2 separate regions of the Sus scrofa genome follow, and region 2 is linked to region 1. The links are chromatin contacts, called in public HiChIP or PLAC-seq maps. All regions are on one chromosome and are shown on one strand. The core of a region is the stretch at or near the end of the contact, and the rest is flanking DNA. Distances in the headings are between cores, read along the strand shown. Region 1 overlaps PSTPIP2 (proline-serine-threonine phosphatase-interacting protein 2). Region 2 holds the start of ATP5A1 (ATP synthase, H+ transporting, mitochondrial F1 complex, alpha subunit 1, cardiac muscle).

Region 1 (3,431 bases), core at 664-3,163:
CTATTTGCTTTTCACTCCTGCCAAAAAAAAAAAAAAAAGAGCGCTAAATGAACATCCTCTGACAGATATTCATGGGCACCTCTGAGAGTGTTTCTCTAGGCCAGAGCCTCTGGGAAAGTGGATTCACTAAATCAGAGGAATATGTGTTTTAAATTCTGGAAAACAGTGCCAAATTGCCTTCCAAAAAACCTGCTCAATTTATATTCCATCAAAAGTGTGTTAGAGCTCCCATTCCCAGGAAACTTGACCCACTGGATATGACCCGTCCTTTTATTTTTTTTAATGTCTATTTTATTTTTATTATTGTTTCAGCCACACTTGTGGCATGTGGAATCTCCAGGCCAGGGATCAAACCCGAGCCATAGCAGTGACCCAAGCCACACTAGTGACAATGTCAGATTCTTAACCCACTAGGCCACCAGGGAATTTCACTAGTCCTTTTTAATTGTTACCAGTCTGGTGATAAAGATTTTTTTTTTAAATCCCTCATTTTAATTTGCTTTTCCTTAATTTCTAGTGTGATTATACATTTTATATATTTATTGGATATTTGTACATCTTCTATGAGTTACATATTCATATCATCCCAATTTTTTTTGTCCTTTTTTTTTTTTTTTTTTTTGCCATTTCTTGGGCTGCTCCCATGGCATATGGAGGTTTCCAGCCTAGGGGTCGAATCGGAGCTATAGCTGCCTGGCCTACACCAGAGCTGCAGCAACGCAGGATTTGAGCCATGTCTTTGGCCTACACCACATCTCACAGCAACGCCAGATCCTTAACCCACTGATCAAGGCCAGGGATCGAACCCGCAACCTCATGGTTCCTAGTCGGATTCATTAACCACTGAGCCATGACGGGAACTCCCCCAATTTTTAACTGAGTGTTCTTTTTCCTATTATTTCATAGAAGTTCTTTATATATTATGAATATTAATATTTACCTTACATGTTATAAAGTTTCTCCCACTCTCATTTGTCTTTTCTAAATAACGACCTTATTCATTTTATTTAAATGATACATGCTCATTATTCAAAAAAAATAAGCAAAAAGAAAAATACAAAAAAGAAAGAAACAAAGTGTCCAAAATTCCACCAGCTAAAAATAATTAGTATTAACATCTGGTGGAGTTCCTGCTGTGGCTCAGTGGAAATGAATCTGAGTAGCATCCAGGAGGATGCAGGTTTGATCCCTGGCCTCCCTCAGTGGGTTAAGGATCCAGCATTGCCGTGAGCTGTGGTGTAGATCACAGATGTGGCTCAGATCTGGCATTGCTGTGACTGTGGTGTAGGCCAGTGGCTACAGCTCCAATTCAACCCCGAGCCTGGGAACACCCATGTGTCGTGGGTGTGACCCTAAAAAGCAAAAAAAAAAAAAAAAAACAAACAAAAAAAACCATCTGGTGATGATTGTAATGGACATTTCTTTATGCAGATATACAGACAAGATGGATAGACAGTCAGACAGGCATGAGTAATTTTTTAAAAATGAGGCCCTATTCAACAAACTATTTAAGAATAAGGTGGAGTTCACTGGTGGCCTAGTGGTTAAGGAATTGTCATTGTCACTGCTGTGGCTTGTGTTCCATCCCTGGCCTAGGAACGTCTGTCGTGCCAAGGGAGCTGCCAAATAAATAAATAAATAGAAATCATTCTCACATTTAAAAGTGAATAAATGAATTAAATAAAAATAAACATTAAGCCTGATTTTATTTAAATTTCACAGAAAAGGAAACCAAAGTGAAGCCAAAGGAATTGCTGAATTTCCAATAATTGTTTCTTTATCACAGGAAATATTAATTCCCAAAAGAGCCTTCTAAATCTAAAAAGATTTTACGAAAATAAGTGAGGTGATTAAGAAATTAAAACATTTTCATGACCAGTTTCAGAAGTCTGACAGCACTCTGTGAAAGGGTGAGACAGCACTATTGCACTCCCACCTCTTCCTCAATGTTGTTTACACTATTTTTTACTTCATTTGTGTCTACAACACATGCTTTTCTCCAATCACAAGTCCCCCAGTGGTTTAGCCTTAACTTTTTATTAAAATTGATGGGATGTTCACCACCAGTCCTGTGACCCTAGCTTTTCCATCCCAAAGATTTGTATTTTGGTTCATTTCTTGCTTGACTAAATTTCATCACTTTGAGATCTTTTGCCAAAATGGCTCAAGGGAAGGGAGGGTACCAGTCTGTCCTGAGTTCTTTCATACTTGAGACCATATACCTGTGGCCTTTATATCTGAACGACAACCTCACTGGTATAATAAATGTTCTTAAACCTTCCCTCACTGAACTCTGCCAAACTTGTTCCATCGGTTTCTGCCTTTGAAGAGAAGCGATGCCTGAGGCCCTCCTGATTCCCCGCTGCTCATTCCTGTTTGGAAAACTTGGTTTTTTTCCTTCCTAGACATTTGAAGTATTCTTTCTTTAATTCAATAATTTAACCAGGATGTATGTTAATGTTGATTCTTATGTAATCATAATCAATACTGATTACTGTGTATCAATGGTTCCTGGTTTTATAGCATGTGCCCTTCAGATATGTTTAGTTCTTCTCCATTTCATTAAATTTTTCCTGGATTATTTCTTTGATAACTTTTTTTTCTTGCTTTTTAGGACCACAGGTGCAGCATATGGAAGTTCCCAGGCTAGGGGTCCAATCGGAGCTACAGCTGCCAGCCTATACCACAGCCACAGCAACACCAGATACAAGCCGCGTCTGTGACCTACACCACAGCTCACGGCCACACCAGATCCTTAACCTACTGATCAAGGCTAGGGATCGAACCTGTATCCTCATGGATCCTATTTGGGTTCATTACCTCAGAGCCACAATGGAAACTCCTCTTCTGCCTGTTTTGACTTTCTGTCTTCCTCTCTTTTTTTTTTTTTTTTTTTTTTTTTTTTGGCTGAGATACTTTTGCACGGCTCTTGTGTCATTAGGGTTCACCTTGCTCCTTATATGGTGGGCAACTCTATTTTCTCAGACACCATGAGAGTGAATCATTCTTCATGCCCTTCCAGTCTTACACACTGCCTTCTCCTCCCTACCACAATTGGAGCAAGAATCCTGTTTTTCCTTGGGCCTGTACTCTAAGATTCCATTTCTAAAGCTTTTGCCAACTCCAGATAATGTAAAATGAAACACACCTGAAACTGACTCTAGTTCTAAGAAAGAATGCACTTTAACTCCCTAGAAACTATTTCTACTTTCAGAATCTCTGTTCACTGTATCTATAAAAATTATGATGCTCTACAGTAAATATTTAATATTTTTACACATAAAAAGATGTTAAGGGGTGTTCCCTAATGGTTTAGTGGTTAGGATTCAGTGCCTTCATTGTTGCAGCCCAGGTTCAACCCCTTGTCTAGGAACTGCAATCCCACAACAAGCCTTTGCATGTCATGGCAAAAACAAAAAAAAAGATGTTAA
Region 2 (3,431 bases), core at 264-2,763, 76 kb after region 1:
AAATTTATTATCCGGTTCCTAGTACACTGTAAGTATGCTACCAAAAAAACTTATTTTTAAAAAAATATAACAACTAAGGACGTACCATTCCTTTTAAAAGATCAGCTGTCATTATTTTTAAAGGACCAGATATCATAATTTCAATTGAGTTGTAGAAATTCTCAATTTGATAAGCTGCTTTCTAAAAACGGCACATCTCAACAGATTTCCTTATACTAACCTTCCAAAAAAAAAAAAACTTTTAAATATTAGAGTTTGATCAGAAACTAAGAGATACAGCATGTGTGCTTTAAGAGAAAAAAAAAAATCTGCCTTCAACAAAGCCTGCGCCAATCTGGACCCTCCTTCTCCTTTAAGTTGCAGTGCAGCGGTTGGTCAATGTCAAATCTGCAGACACTGCCTTCTACAGGGCCTGGATGAAAAGCGTTAAAAAATGCTTTTTTCTTTCTAAAAGAAATCCAAGATGCTACCAGTCGTTGTGTTAGGGGACTCAAACGGTCAATATATTTATTTCATCTTCCTGAGATTACTCCTAAAATGAAAAAATATACTTAGCGTTTACATAGTGCTTTAAAGGTTATGCCCTTAACTTCATGGGATAGAAGTCATGAAGGACACTGACCTTTCACAGCGATTTTCCAACTTATGTTTCTATGCTATTTAATTTGAGTTCTCAACTACTAATGAATCTTCAAGGACGAAATCTTAAAGTATGGCAAAGCACCACAAAAGAAGAGCTTCCTGTCAGTCGAGACAATTCCACCACCAGCTCCACTGCTGTCAAGCTACCGGCAACGTGAAATGCATATTTGCAACATTGCCTTGCTTTCACAATGGTTTCTGCACACAGCACTAAGGGATCGCCTATTGAAATATTCAGAAAACCACCTACATTTACTGCTTTCTTCTAGCGGACTCGGGGCACGGGGCAGAGGCGAAATGCCGGGGCCTGCTGACCTTCATACAATGTCAGGTTCCCCTTAGCTCGTTTCAACCAGGGCTGACAACTGTACTCTGACCTTCGCGAATAGGTCTGGGAGAATTACCCGGGTCGAGCCCCGCCGTTTAGGAGCAGGCCTCGGAGAGCTAGCGCCCCAGGCCTGACCTTCATTCAAAGCTCCTCTCGAGAAGCTCTCAGACGAAGACGGCAATCCTCCTGAAGAGCCATCTCTGGACAGCACAGCACGGAGGTCACTGTTTCCCCTGCAACACTCTGCCCCCTCCCGCGCGGGGCGAGCACGAGGGCCCCTCGGCCGCCCGCCTATACCAACCCGAAGAGCCAGCTGGGCAAGATGGCGCCGTCCGCCACAGCCCCTCACCCTCCGCATAGAAAGGATCGCCCGAGCCCGCGCACCACCACCCGCTGCAGCTGGCCCCCCTCCCTTCTGCTGGCCCCAGACGCTCACCAGCCCGGCCCGCCGAGGGAGGGCGCGGGCCACAGCCGCAGCGACGCGCACTGACAGCATCTTTGCAGCTCCTCCGCAGGTGACTCCTCTGCAGCCGCAGCCTTGGAACTGACTGGGACAAAATGGCCGAGCGGCGAGGAAGGTCAAGGCGGCCAGCCCACCTGACCCGGAAGTACCGCCCCTCGCTTTTACCCCGGACGCGAATCCGCCTAGAGGCGGCGGGGGGCAGGGGGCTTCCTGTTTTTTAAGTCTCGTTTTTTTTATTTAAACATGCAAATCACTGATTAGACCTTTGCCAGCTTCAGCGCAGGCATTGCTTACACATTTACTTTGATCTTAACGCGTTGACCTTGTGGTTGTCTTGGCGACCACAGGGGTTGCGGAACAGGCTAAGAAGCAGTTCCCAAGCCCTATCCCTGGAGCGAGACTATGCTGCTCTGGGAGCATCACCTCGCCCCTTCTTGGACGTCAGAGGGGTTGATGGTGGCAGATCGAGGCTACCGGCATCGAACCTTGGTGATACAGCTACGGCCAACAGTTACTCCCTCGGGGCAGGTCGGCCGCGTACCGTTTCATGCCTTGCGAATTAATACGGATTGGTCCACAGAACGCTGGCCACACCTCAGATCCAGTCAAAAATTTGGGGCAATCTTAAGTTTTGAAAAGCACTCACACGACTCTAGGTGATCCAGTAAGCGCTCAAGTTGGATAATAGCAGTTCTTTTATATTAGATCTAAAAGAATCATGTCTTCGAATTAGAGCAAACTGTTTAAAAGTTATAACAAGCACAAATTTGAATAGAGTAGTTGCTGATTCCGAGAAGAATGGTCCAGAATCACAAGTTTCACTCCAGACTGGGCTAGGCCTCAATTTTTCTTCCACCAGCAACTGGTTATGACTAAGTAGGGACTCTACTTTTTCATCTGAAGTAAAATGGAAATGATGAAAATAACTTTACCTAGCCAATGAGATCAGGGCAGGGCTTTAGTCCCCCCACAGATTTTTTTTTTGTGATAATGAGATTTTTGTAATATCTACAGAATTGGTGGTGAATATTGGGTATTTTGTGCTAGTGGAGACTATTAACGTTGCCTTCACTTGTAGCTATTCCAAGAAGGATTTTCAGCTTCATCCACTAAATCCTGGTATATGAATATCTGGGTTAAAATGGTCATCTCCTATAACATATTTGCAAATATATATATGACCATATATTTGCAAAATATGTCACAGAAAGAATATACCTCTTTCTCTGATAGTCTACTTCCTTTTCAAGGTGAGCTGGGACAATCCTCCTGGATATTAGGAGTAGGAATAGGTAAAATTTTGGTTTGTAAAAACAAAGTTACGAGGATTTGGGGGGGGGTGCCTATTTTTATTTAATTTATTTCTTTTAAGACCACTTCCTTGCAATTTCCAGAGAGAAAATACAAAAGAAACAGACTTGGGGAGTTCCCATCGTGGCTCAGTGGTTAACGAATCTGATAAAGAACCATGAGGTTGCAGACTCAATCCCTGGCCTTGCTCAGTGGGTTAAAGTCTGGCGTTGCCGTGAGCTGTGGTGTAGGTTGCAGACACATGGCTGGGATCCTGCGTTGCTGTGGCTCTGGTGTAGGCCTGCGGCTACAGCTCCAATTAGACTCCTAGCCTGGGAATCTCCATATGCTGTGGGAGCAGCCCTAGAAATGGCAAAAAGACAAAAAAAAAAAAAAAAAAAAAAAAGAAAGAAAGAAACAGACTTGGTTTCAAATACATAAAGGGTGTGCTGGAGTTGAAAACATTACTGATAACATTGCTACAAAAGAATGTCAGCTTACTCTAGAGTACTTCAGTATTCCTGAGAAATAAACAGTGATTTCTGTTTCTCACCTGGATGTTCTCAGGAGGGTGTCACTGCTCCTGCTCCTATCTTCAGGACTACATCCACCATGCACCAGTCCCACTTCCTGCCCAGCTCTGAATCTGACATGTTCCCCGCCTGCAGTTCCAGCTTTCTGGAAGGCGGGGTCCTGCGCTCAGACCCA

The links. HiChIP or PLAC-seq counts read pairs in DNA pulled down with a chosen protein or histone mark.
Region 2: a contact with region 1 is called in an H3K27ac HiChIP or PLAC-seq map of alveolar macrophages. The contact joins the promoter of ATP5A1 here to the enhancer-like site in region 1. A contact is called at or near these places in 9 of 47 Hi-C or Micro-C datasets (embryonic fibroblasts, epiblast stem cells, fetal liver and 6 more) and 1 of 2 datasets of contacts at active chromatin or transcription factors (alveolar macrophages).

The regions. Positions count from the first base shown.
Region 1 is chr1:95,673,093-95,676,523 of Sscrofa11.1, forward strand. All of the region lies in intron 2 of PSTPIP2 (proline-serine-threonine phosphatase-interacting protein 2), which reads right to left. Among named protein-coding and RNA genes, the nearest start is that of PSTPIP2, 53 kb to the right of the region's middle. Within about 2 kb of position 1,914, at least 1 of the 83 cell types and tissues checked has an H3K27ac peak or open chromatin away from gene starts, as enhancers often do. A contact at or near this core is called in alveolar macrophages, where this site is marked.
Region 2 is chr1:95,749,322-95,752,752 of Sscrofa11.1, forward strand. ATP5A1 (ATP synthase, H+ transporting, mitochondrial F1 complex, alpha subunit 1, cardiac muscle) reads right to left here and starts at 1,514. Exons shown (of 12, transcript NM_001185142.1): 1 at 1,407-1,514. The coding sequence starts at 1,466.